3 separate regions of the Mus musculus genome follow, and all the other regions are linked to region 2. Evidence: chromatin contacts called from public promoter capture Hi-C data. All regions are on one chromosome and are shown on one strand. Each heading gives the region's core, a stretch centred on a gene start, on an enhancer-like site or on the middle of the called end of the contact. The rest is flanking DNA. Distances are from core to core; before and after follow the strand shown. Region 1 holds the start of Tbccd1 (TBCC domain containing 1). Region 2 holds the start of Trmt2a (TRM2 tRNA methyltransferase 2A). Region 3 holds the start of Senp2 (SUMO/sentrin specific peptidase 2).

Evidence for each region. Promoter capture Hi-C pulls out the DNA fragments that hold promoters and counts their contacts. Capture Hi-C pulls out chosen DNA fragments and counts their contacts.
Region 1: a promoter capture Hi-C map of liver shows a contact between it and region 2, with 4 times the contacts expected there. The contact joins the promoter of Tbccd1 here to the promoter of Trmt2a in region 2. A contact is called at or near these places in 2 of 39 promoter capture datasets (liver and pre-B cells) and 1 of 484 Hi-C or Micro-C datasets (CD4 T cells).
Region 3: a contact with region 2 is called in a promoter capture Hi-C map of liver, with 2.5 times the contacts expected there. The contact joins the promoter of Senp2 here to the promoter of Trmt2a in region 2. A contact is called at or near these places in 2 of 39 promoter capture datasets (cranial neural crest and liver) and 1 of 9 other capture datasets (liver).

Annotation. Positions count from the first base shown.
Region 1 is chr16:22,855,862-22,859,698 of GRCm38.p6, forward strand. It overlaps Tbccd1 (TBCC domain containing 1), which reads right to left and starts at 1,808. Exons shown (of 8, transcript NM_001081368.2): 1 at 1,484-1,808. It overlaps Dnajb11 (DnaJ heat shock protein family (Hsp40) member B11), which reads left to right and starts at 1,984. Exons shown (of 10, transcript NM_001190804.1): 1 at 1,984-2,248. The coding sequence starts at 2,181.
Region 2 is chr16:18,246,901-18,250,716 of GRCm38.p6, forward strand. It overlaps Trmt2a (TRM2 tRNA methyltransferase 2A), which reads left to right and starts at 1,983. Exons shown (of 12, transcript NM_001080999.2): 1 at 1,983-2,351; 2 at 2,586-3,133; 3 at 3,554-3,662. The coding sequence starts at 2,331. It overlaps Ranbp1 (RAN binding protein 1), which reads right to left and starts at 1,794. Exons shown (of 6, transcript NM_011239.2): 1 at 1,648-1,794; 2 at 389-525. The coding sequence starts at 1,662.
Region 3 is chr16:22,008,113-22,012,242 of GRCm38.p6, forward strand. It overlaps Senp2 (SUMO/sentrin specific peptidase 2), which reads left to right and starts at 1,372. Exons shown (of 17, transcript NM_029457.3): 1 at 1,372-1,630; 2 at 3,382-3,440. The coding sequence starts at 1,530.

The DNA of each region.
Region 1 (3,837 bases), core at 558-3,057, 4.6 Mb after region 2:
CTGACTTCCAGGCAACTAGAGTGAGGATCTTATACCCACACCCACAATGACACACCCATTCCAACCAAGTCACACCTATTCCAACAAGGCCACACCTTCAGATGGTGCCACTCCCTGGTCCAAGGCTATACAAACCATCACAGCACCCATGAACATCAAAATAAACCTTTTTCTTTCTCATTGAGGTTTTGGCAAAACATCAATGTTTGTTCCAGCACTATTCACAATAGCTAACTTACAGGATGGACTTAGGAGTTCAACAAGAGAATAAAGAAAATGTGGCTTATGTACAATGTTTTCTTCCAAACCATAGAAAATGCAGCTATAGGATACAAAAGATGGCTTAACCATTAAAGGTTAGGCTCACAAGCAAAAATTTAGGAATGCAATTTTGTTGTATACAGGAAAATGGATATAACTGGAGATAACTATCTTGTCTAGATGACTATCTTGTCTCAGAGAAACAAATACATGTTTTATCTCAATGTGTGGCTCCTAGATTTTATATAGGTACTTAAAATCACATATGTGTATATGGCAATGCCAAATCACCTAGAGAAACAAAAGGAATAACAGCACAGAGAGAAAAAGGTAAAAATATATACATTATACAGTTTGACTATACAAGAAAGTACCATATACAATGACTATACACAATGAAACATTTTTAAAAGGAAGGGAGTTGATTATTCTGGAACATGCTACGATATTTAATAGGTGAGGATATATATCATTAAATTAGACAGCTTTGTAAGTTACCATAGACTTGGCCTTTTACTTTGAGTGCAATGAAAAGCCACTAAAGGTTTTAAGCAGGAGAGGATGATTTGACATAGTTTTTAAAAAGCGGGAGTGCGCTGGGGATAGTTCAGTCCATAAAGCTTGCCACTTACTTGCCATACAAACAGGGGGTCTTGAATTCCGCCCATTGTAGCAACTGCAACAACAACGTCCTGGATTCCCAGCACTCAAGAGACAGAGACGGTTCTCGAGCTCCTGGGTCCACCAGCCTAGTCTAATCTGTGATCTCCAGGTTCCCTAGTGCGCTCCCGAGTGCACACAATCATAGGGTGGAGAGCAGAGGAACTTTAAAATAGTGTATCAAGATATGAAGTTTGGAGGCAGGGAGATCGGTTATGAGACCTTTGCAAGCAGGAGATAATTATGACTCAGAGGTGGAGCTATAGTGGACAAGCACACATTACGGTTCACTGATAAAAATCTGAATAGGTTATGCAGGAAGCTAAGCTGAGAAGCTGTCCTAAACAACTAGTTGTCTGAGGTAAACAAAACTGGAGAAAAGAGCAACCGATGAACAAGCTCTAGTGCCTTTTATTGATTGCATGCTTGCTGTGTGCAATTCTGCTAGGAAACTTGCAGGAAAAAAAAAAGTTTAATTAATTCCCAACACTGCCAGAGAACGCTTTGCCTTAGTTCTGTAGAAAACAGGTTCGAAAGTGGGGTGGAGATGGGGCTGCCTCACCGCTACGGAGTGCTGGAAGCCGAATCTTAACTTAAGTCGGTCTCTATGGCGGCGTCTCTACAAGGTACCAGGTCCCTCTTTTCCACGGTAGCGAGACTGTAATAAGTTAGTACTGGGAGAGCCTATCCCCAGGCAAGACGCCCCACGTACTTTGACACCTCCTGGGGTTGCACTTCGGTGAGCGCTCGCAAGTCACGTGTGCACATGGCGTAGCTTCCAGACTGGTAGTAAGACCTCTCTCAAGCAATTGGTCGGAATCGGGAAGGAGCCTCGCGATTGGTGGACATTCGGGTTTCCTACAGCAGCGCGCTCTTTCTCGGCTCCTAACTCTCTCCGGTTCTCAGCCGCTTCCGGGCGGCGCGAACCTCTGACGTTTTCTCTTCCCATTGGCCGGCGGACACGACGGCTGTTCTGCTGTCTGATTGGCTTCCCGCGCCGCCTCGGAGGTGAAGTGTACCGCGCTGATTGGCTGCGGAGTGGCGGCCGCGTGTGATGTCCCCGGCGGCGATTGGCCCACGCCTGGCTGCTCGCCGGCTCTGGGGCTCCCGGAAGGTGGCAGCTGAGGAAGGGGCGCGCTACCTGTCTCCGCGGCCGGGCAAGAGAGAGACCCCGGCGTGAGGCGGCCTCCCTGGGCCGGAAGGGCTGGTCAGCCGACGCAGCGGCACCGGAGGCTGAGAGGGTAGGACCAGGGGACGCCATGGCCCCGCAGAACCTGAGCACCTTCTGCCTGTTGCTGCTGTACCTCATCGGGACTGTGATCGCCGGGTGAGGAAGGGGGCTCCCGCGCGTGCAGCAAGAGGCCGAGGGGCGGCCCTTGCTGAGAAGGACGCGGGTGACATCGAGGAGTGAGGGAGGGGCACTGCCGGGTCGAGGGACAAGGGGGTAGTGTGGGCCAGGCTGGCGGTGCAGGGCCAGGTTTCCCCCAGGAAGAGCGGGGGTTGGTTGCAGAGCCAAATACCACGTTTGGGGATTGGAGGGAGTTAAGTGGCTGTGAGCAGAAGAAGGGAGGCGGACGTCTGAGGGATGAGGCTCTTGATGGAAATGAAGGAAGCGAGTGTCAAGCTGGGGTTGAGATTATAGATACGTCCTTGACGTCTGAGTTCCAGAGTGGGACTGTGGGTTACCCAGTTTGCAACAAGCCTCCAAAAGGCTGACACTAAAGTGGGTGGGCCATGATGCCATGTCAAATGAGGAGAGCAAGAAAGGAAGCCAAGCTCAGACTGAAGAAAGTTGGCTTGAGAGAGCAGCAAGACACTTTAGAGAGACCTTGTACTTCCCACCTTCTTGGGCTAACGAACCTGAACTGTCTTCTTGCCTCGCTGCCTCTCACCATGGTTCCTTCCTGAGCTGGATGGTCTGAGTGACAACAGTTCTCTAACAGGCGATAAAAACTGGGATTCTAGTCTCATGCCACTCTTAGGAATCCTACAAGCTTGAAGGAACTGTGTCAAGTTCCTGAAATCAGGGATAACTGTGCCAACTTTCAGGGAGAAAGAGCAGGCTTAAAGTTTCTCCCAGCATTTAAATGCATGCACGACCCTATAGATGTGGTGACTTAGGATATGGTATGTTGGACTTGTGTTCTAGAATGCCTTCACCCTCAATCCCTTCTTTGGGCTGATGAAAATAGGTGGGTCAGAACTCAAGGTCATTTTCAGCTATCGACTGAGTTCCAGATTTGCCTGGCCTATATCACATGCTATTTCAAATATATACATAACTGCAAAAATAAAAACACACCAAAAGCTCATAGATGTCAGATTTTGACAATTTATAGGTTGTTCATAATGGGAAACTCACTGCTTAGCATAGCTTTTAAAGTTATTTTCTTTATTTTGTTTTGTTTTGTTTGCTTTAATCTTATCATTTCTTCTTTGTGACATACTTTAAATTTCTCAAAGTTGACATTTCTTACATACACTTTATTGTTTTGTTCTTGTTTGATTAAGCCACGGAGTACCCAAGGTACATCAACATACGATTTTGCATGTAGGAGTTGAGGTATGCTGGTCTCCAACTCAATATGTAGCTGAAGGCAGCGTTGAACTCCCTCCTGATCCTTCAGTCGTCACTTCCCAAGTGTTAGACTTGCAGGCATGAACGACCATTCCTGGAAAATACTAATATTGTTAATACTATAGTCACTCATAAAGCAGCCTCTGGGGAAATAATGCTGACACTCAACTATATCAGCCCCCCCCCCCTTTTTCTTTCTTGTATTTTTCTGAGCTATCATTTAACCTTTTCACTCTTAAATCTTTCATTATTCTCTGACAGTTTCATATACACACATATACCTACCCACAACTCCTTGCTCCCCCCACACATATACTTGCCCTGGGCACACCCCAATA
Region 2 (3,816 bases), core at 733-3,232:
TAAGACTAGTCACCATACATCTCCAAGCACTTTCTTAAAACAGCCTTTATCAAGCTGGGTCCAAGCCATGAAATTCACAGAAATCAGTGTGCCCAGCCACCCTAGAATTCTTCTGTGCAGTTCCAGATAGAAATCACAAAGAGGCTATGCCAGAACATATCACTAAGGCTTATACCTGAAAGAGAAACAATACAAGGGACAGAATTCCTAGCTTGGCTGGCTCCTCTAGAAATTGAAGAGGTAAACATAAGTGGTCCAACTATGGTTGCTGGGTACTGCAAAATGTGAAAGAAATAGCCTGCAGAGACCTGCTTCCTGTCCACTCTTTTTTCTCTCTGTCTCAGTCAGCCTATCTAAAGATACTTCCAGGACCCCTTAACAGACTTACATCTTAAAAAGTTCCTCTTCATCTTCCTCCAGCGTTTTAATTTCTTGCTCGGGAAGAGAAACTATTGGCTCGAACTGGGGGTCGTGGTTGGACTCATCTGCATTCTCTGTGGAAGTATCATGGTCCTCGTGACTGTCCTGTGTAGAGAAGGTAGAGTGATGTTGCTGGCTGGTGGACTCGGTCCACAATGGGCATCATCAATCACAAATGGCATCTGGAAAATGCCTCCCCAAATTGGAAATTAAGCCTTTGGTTTTATCTTTCACATCATCTGATTGTATTTACAACCAGCATCACAAAAAAAAAAAAAAAAATCACAGGATATCATGAAACAAGACTGTGTATTTTGACACTCCTACACACTCAAACATCAATGGGTTACACACACCCAAGTCCTTGGCAAAGTAGCTTGGGAGAAACTTCCTCTTCTGTTAAAAAAAAAAATACCCACCATGAAAAAGAACATGATATACTCAAAAGGAAGAGCAGCCGTAACAGTTTTTACTGAGGGTTATCCAAGCACTTGTTAGTTTACAATCCCTCCAGCAATAATACCCAAGCTTGAAATTTTAAGCCGAAAGAAGCTAGGAAAAGTATGACAAATAAGCTCTAAGATTCTGACTCAACTTGGAGAATTACAAGGACATGCATGTTTAAATCTGACAAGATCACGTGCTTTGATAATATAGAGAAATCCCAGACTCACTACCTAACTCAACAGGATAAAGAAACAGAAACCTTTCGTTCGGTTTCTCAGCACTGCGGCTAAGCTGCGGCCGACACACGAGCCACCAACAAAGCCGCCCCCGCCCAGAGTCCGCGCGTCTAATATCTGTACCCTGCGCTGGGACGCGAGCTTTCCCCACCGAAGGCGCAATGTCCTAATGAATGAAGGGGTCTGCGTGCAACTGGAAGGAGGATTGCCGCCCCTAATGGGAAGATCACAAGTGGGCCACGACGGAGGAGATCGGCCACCTCCAGGTCCCCAGGTGAAGCCGGGAGCCCAGTTTGGGCATGGCTGTTCATCCGCAGACCACAAGGTCACGCGCCGCCCTGTAGACCCCGAGATCGGAGTCTTGGCCAGCAGCTCCCACTCGCGGACCCCCAAAGACCTCGAGCACCCCAGGCCCAGGCGCCTCGACAGGCCCCGAACCCGCAAGCCAGCGAGGGTTGGAGGCCGAGGCGCGGGCCGCCCACGTGGCCGCCCATAGCGGCCCTTGCCTCTCCGGCTGCCCTGCCCCACCCGGGCCTCGCTGTACCTTGGCGGCCGCCATGGGGGCGCGGCGACGGTGGCTCGACTAGCTCAGGCGTCGCTGGCTCGGCGGCCTCTGGGCGGCTAGTCGCAGCTCCTTTCCTCCGCGTCTGGCGCCGGCGCTCCCGCCCGTCCGCTCTTCCCTCCGCCCCCCGACCCGAACCCTGACCCCTGACCCCAGCGGCGGGAAACGCGCAGTGATTCAAAACCAGTGTAGCTTTATTGGCTCCGACAGCGGACATTCATTGTCCGGCCCGCCCCGCGCTTCCCGCCAAAACGCCCGCGGCGCATGCCCGGCCGCGCCTCAGCCCGGGGAGCGCGCTCTCCCGGCGACCCACGCGCGCACTTCCGCCTGCAGGCTGAGTGCCTCCGACGCTGGCGTGAGCGGCTGCTGGAAGGATCAGTCGGGACTCGGCGCGCGGCGGTGACGTCATCGGAACCAAGCCCTTAGAGAGAGGAGACGCAGCTAGTGTGCGCTGGCCAGCCGAAGGCAGGCGCAGCGTGTGGCCCTTGGGGACAGTGCATCCGCAAACCTCAGTCCCAGCTCTGAGCACCCGAGTTTTGAGTCCCTGTGTGGAGCTGCGGTCTACCTTCACGGCGGCGTACCTCGTATCTGCGCCCTTGTTGGGTGGGAGGCCGAGCCGGTGGTCCTCGTGAGCACCCTGGTCCGGGCAACAGACGAGCCAGGAGATGAGTGAGCCGGCCGCGGAAGTAAAGCAAAGGGAGACGTGCAGGAGATGTGGACGGGGTGGGCGGAGGTGGGTTGGGGCAGCAGTCATTACTGTCGGATCAAAGATAGGATGGGGGAGAATTGGGTCTCGAGAGTAAAAGAACGGGTTTCTCCAGGGCTTCGTGGAGTGTGCACTAATGGAGATCTGTCAGCGGTTTGGGGGAGCGAGTCATACCAATTAGAGCCTTCAGCCAGGCCCGTCTGTTCCCACGTAGGTTCCGGAGCCCATGGAGGACTGCGGCCAGGATGCCAGTGCTGTACCCAGCTCTGCGGCCCCACTATGTCAAAAAGAGGAAGCAGGGCCTGGGCCAGCTGCAGGGCCTGGAACGCAGCCTGGGCTCTACAGCTACATAAGGGATGACTTGTTCACATCAGAAATCTTTAAACTGGAGCTCCAAAATGTACCTCGCCACGCCAGCTTCAGTGACGTCCGGCGTTTTCTAGGCCGTTTTGGTCTACAGTCCCACAAAATCAAACTCTTTGGACAGCCACCATGTGCCTTTGTAACATTCCGAAGCGCTGCTGAACGAGACAAGGCCTTGCGAGTGCTGCACGGTGCTCTCTGGAAAGGCTGTCCGCTCAGCGTACGCCTGGCCCGACCCAAGGCTGACCCCATGGCTAGGAAGAGGCGGCAAGAAGGTGATAGTGAGCCATCAGTAACACAAATTGCCGATGTGGTGACCCCTCTGTGGACAGTGCCCTACACTGAGCAGCTGGAGCAGAAGCGACTGGAATGTGAGCGGGTGCTACAGAAACTGGCCAAGTGAGTGTGGTGCTGACATCCCAAGCAGAGCTGGGTTTTGCTCTTGGCCTGGTCCATTAGCCATGTAAGCAATTCAAGATACACACAGAGTTTATGTCAATGGTTCTGTACCATTGGTGGGAACCAGTGGGTCACCAGACTTTCAGAGGGGTTGCCTAAGACCATCAGAAAACACATTTACATCATGATTCACAACATTAGCAGATTACAACTACAAAATTAAAAAATGTTATGGTCGGGGATCACAACATGATTACAGGATCACAGGCACCATTAGGAAGGTTGAGAACCACCAGTCTGAAGTGGTCAACGAAAGAACTCATAAGGCCCACAACAGAGGGATAGTGAGGTCGCAAATGAATTGCCCAGTATGGATGGGGAACAGTGTTAAATCCAACCATGATGTATTTCATCCTGCAGAGAAATTGGGAACACTAATCGTGCCCTGCTACCCTGGCTGCTTTTACAGAGACAACAGCACAATAAAGCTTGTTGCCCCCTGGAGGGGGTCAAGCCATCACCCCAGCAGGTCAGAGAAATCCCATTCTGTGTGTATGGGGATGGGGGGGCTTGGGAGGCTGGCCCTTGTTCATGTCAATTTTATTATGCATATGCTCTTTGATATTTTTCTTGCTTTTCATTTCTTCCCAATGTTTGATAAGCCAGCAGTAAAATCTTGTTCT
Region 3 (4,130 bases), core at 122-2,621, 3.8 Mb after region 2:
GCAGTGACTGTTTTTGTTTTTGTTTTTTGGGTTTTTGTTTTTTGAGACAGGGTTTCTCTGTGTAGCCCTGACTGTCCTGGAACTCAGTCTGTAGACCAGGCTGGCCCTTGAACTCAGAAATCTGCCTGCCTCTGCCTCCCAAGTGCTGGGATTAAAGTCATGTGCCACCACCGCCCGGCTTTGAGACTGTTTTTAATACTTCAAGGGACTGCACTCCCAGACATTATGCTTAAGTCCATAGGAGATATTATTTAGACATTTATTTCTAATGGTTTTCCTTTAATCCCAGCACTCGGGAGGCAGAGGCAGGCAGATTTCTGAGTTCGAGGCCAGCCTGGTCTACAAAGTGAGTTCCAGGACAGTCAGGGCTATACAGAGAAACTCTGTCTCAAAAAACAACAACAACAACAACAACAAAACAACAAAAAGGAAGAAAGAAAGAAGAGAAGAGAAGAGAAGAGAAGAGAAGAGAAGAGAAGAGAAGAGAAGAAAAGAAAAGTGTATACATTCCCAGAGAGGATAATGAGAATTGATTGCTACCTGACAGCTGAGGGGAAGAGACAAGCTGATTAGAAAAGGCCACAGGAATCATTCAGTCCCTGTTTCTCGGAAGCTTTTCCTAAGAAGTCGTGTCCGTCTGCCCTACTCACTCCCCAGCATCTGGTTTAACTTTCTCTAGTTCCATTGCGCATTACAATCATTTATCACATAAGCAGGTGACCTTGTATTCTAATTTATAAGTATCTATGAAAATGTCTCTCCCAGTAAACTTGCACGTATGCGTGCGGAATGAGCCCTAATAGTTAGACTGGCTCAAATGCTAGTGGTTAGCTCCATTTTCTTAGGCACATGGTTTAATTGCTATATACCTTTGGTTTTTATGACATTCCTAAAATTCCCCACTGTGTCCGGTTGCTGTAAACATGACGGCAATCCGGGTAAAGTATTAGACCAATGTATATACAAAATAAAGCGCAAACCCTTACATACTCATTAACTAACCTGACCTATTTTCCACCCTGCGCATTCTTTTACAGAACCCTCCACTGTCGGGTTGCTTGGGTAGCTCTCCCGGCCCAGCATCGATACACGTGGTTTGGGTCTGTGGGCCTTGTCCCGAGATCGACTCCTGACTGGCTCTGCCAAAGAGAAAGCCCCGCCCTTCGGTCTGCCAGTCAGACCCGCGCAAGAGCCCGCTCTCCCCGTCCCGCTTCCTGTTGCTAGGCTTACAAGGAGCAGGCCCAGACTGCGCATGCTCAGACTCCGGAGGCCGCTTTCCCGTTGGGCGGAAGAAGGTGACGTCAACGGCTTCTAGAGAGTCCTCCCCTAGCCCGGGGAACGTTAAATCTGTGGGCCCTCTGATGGCGTCACAAGTCCGCGCCTGATCCTGGCTACGGCTGAAGCGGCGAAGGCGGCAGCGGCAGCGGCAGCGGCAGCGGCGACGGCGGCGGCGGCGGCGGCGGCGGCGGCGACAGCTCTGGGGTTCGCGTCTCGGGGTGTGTCGGCCGCCGCTGCTGCTCAGGCCTGGAATGTACAGATGGCTGGCTAAGGTTCTCGGCACCATTCTTCGCTTGTGTGAGCGGCCCGCGCCCGGGGCCCGCGCCCTACTCAAGAGGCGGCGCTCCAGCAGGTAAGGTGGCCGCGCGCCGGTCGGGTCCCCTCCCCCGCGCTGGCGTTGGGCGCCGCGGGCCTGTGGGAACCGGCGACTACGGGACCGCGGAGGCCTGGGGAGAGTCCGTCCCTCTAGCTGCGAGCGGAAGGGGAACGGGAGGCCGGCGATGTGCTGCTCGCCGGATACGGCTCCTGTCGCCCGGTGTCGTCGCGGGCGGACAGCGCAGGAGCGAGTCACTAGGTTAGGAGTTTGCCCGTAGTCGTTTGACTGCGAGTGCTGTTGTCTTCGCACCGAGGAACAGCAGTTGTCTTGTTCGACAGCAACTGTCGGGGTGTGTGTGTTGGGCTGCAGGGGAAGGGAATGGTCCTGTTCTTTAACATCCTTGTAAGAGGCAGAAAGTATTTACGTACCGCACTCTTGTAAGATTCGGTTAAAATTAGAAGGAAATGACAAATATTAGTACTTAGCATCTACTCCTTTATTTACTTTACAGTGTCTTCCCTTTTAAGGGTTTATCTAGAAAACAAAATATTCTACAACTTCTATACTCCCCCCTGTCTCCCACTCTTACATTCTCCCTCCCTTTCCTTCCTCTGCTATGTCTACTTCACTTATTATTATGATGATGGTGATTATTTTTGTTTCCAGGTCAAGAGAAGTGGACAAAAGATTGGATTAGGGGAAGTAGATCAAAATGATTCATAGATGACTCCAGGAATGTAGGTCATTGGTGAAACTGGTTGTTCGCTAAACTGTAGCATGTAGTCCCATGGCTTCTACAGTTCCATGGGGTTCAGATAAGAATCGGTTAAGATGTTATAAAGTTCTCAAACTGATGCTTATGTAAGAATAGTTTATTCTCCCCCAACTGGATCTGGTGCACAATGAAACTGCATATTTATCGAACAGGGACTGGTGATCGCCTCACATTTTCATTCATAGTCCCTCGGAGTCAGCAGTATGCCGACCCAAACCTGAGTGTGGATGTGTCCTGGCCAGCCTTGACTTCTAGCTGCTTTCTGTTCTTTACTACATTCGGGGGCTCGTGGGTTATTTTGTTTTGTTTTGTTCTTTTGTTTTTTGAGACAGGGTTTCTCTGTGCAGCCCTGGCTGTCCTGGAACTCACTCTGTAGACCAGGCTGGCCTCGAACTCAGAAATCGGCCTGCCTCTGCCTCCCGAGTGCTGGGATTAAAGGTGTGTGCCACCATGCCCGGCTCGGGGGCTGGTGTCTTAAAAGATACTTTTTTCTAGGAACTAGAGCTGTGCCTTAGGGGCGGTGTGCTTGTCTGTCGTGCCTGTCCTGTCTTCAATCCCCAGCCCAGGGTATAGGGGTCGGGAGACATTTAAGCAACACCATTGCCAACTCCCAACTACTACCTTATCTCTTAAGGCTGCTTATATTGTTGCTTGAAATTAAAAAAAAAAAAAAAGTCTGTCTTTAGGGCCAGTGTCCCAAAACCAAATGATGTGTTGGTTTAATTTGGCCAGATTATACATCATAATGTAGTAGGGAGTGTTGAGTCTTTCCTACGGTCTAGAAATAGGACTCTGCTTTGCACCTTGCATCTCATTTTACGACTACATGGGGCACAAGAGAAGGAAGGTTGTGTGGTACGGAGCTTTTGTTTTGGTGTTAGGTAAAGAGACCACGGTCTTTTATATGCTAAACACATGCCCTACAACTGAGTCACACCTCCAGAGCTGAGTAAGTTTATTTATAGAAATGCACGTATGGCCTATATACATCCATCTTCTCCTTTCTTTGCAGCACTCTGTTTTCTACTGCAGTGGACACTGATGAGATCCCAGCCAAAAGGCCAAGATTAGGTACTACATCTTTGAAAATTAATTTGTTTTAGTAGGAAAAATACATGCATGGAACAAAACTCAAAAGGTAAAAAGTCCAGACAATGAGAAGTTTCCTCTTTCCTGCCCTTTCTCTATGCCATTGTCTTTCCTAGAGGTGACTATTTTCAGATATGTGTGTTGAATGTGTGTTTATAGTTCTAAGGTCTTCTGTAGTAAAGGTAATTTTTTTTTTCCCCTGAGGAGGAAGCCAGTTCAAACTGATTGATCTGATTCATCTGGCTGAGTGAACCCATATGCTTTGTCATCACAAATCTACTTTCTTGTATGTGACTGGTAGACAAGAATAAAAGTAGATTAAAGAGCAAGGAATAGTAGAATACTATAGTATGTCCCTTATTTCAACAGCAGTCATGGATTTGGGTCTATACCAGATGTGATGGTTAACTATGGAAACTTGTTGATATTTCATTTAAATCCAATAAATACTTATTGACTATGTCTTGATTTTACACAATTACAGAAAATAAAAAATACTAGGCCTTTCTACAAGTATCTTTTAATTATCTAAGGAAAAAACAAGCTATTTTTAAAAAATAAATATGAATAAATAATGGTTTGTATGTGAATGTAGTAAGATACATAAAACGACATGACAAAACCAGCTGGTGATACCCAGGGCCTGGCTAACAGCCTGTGGCTTAACTACTG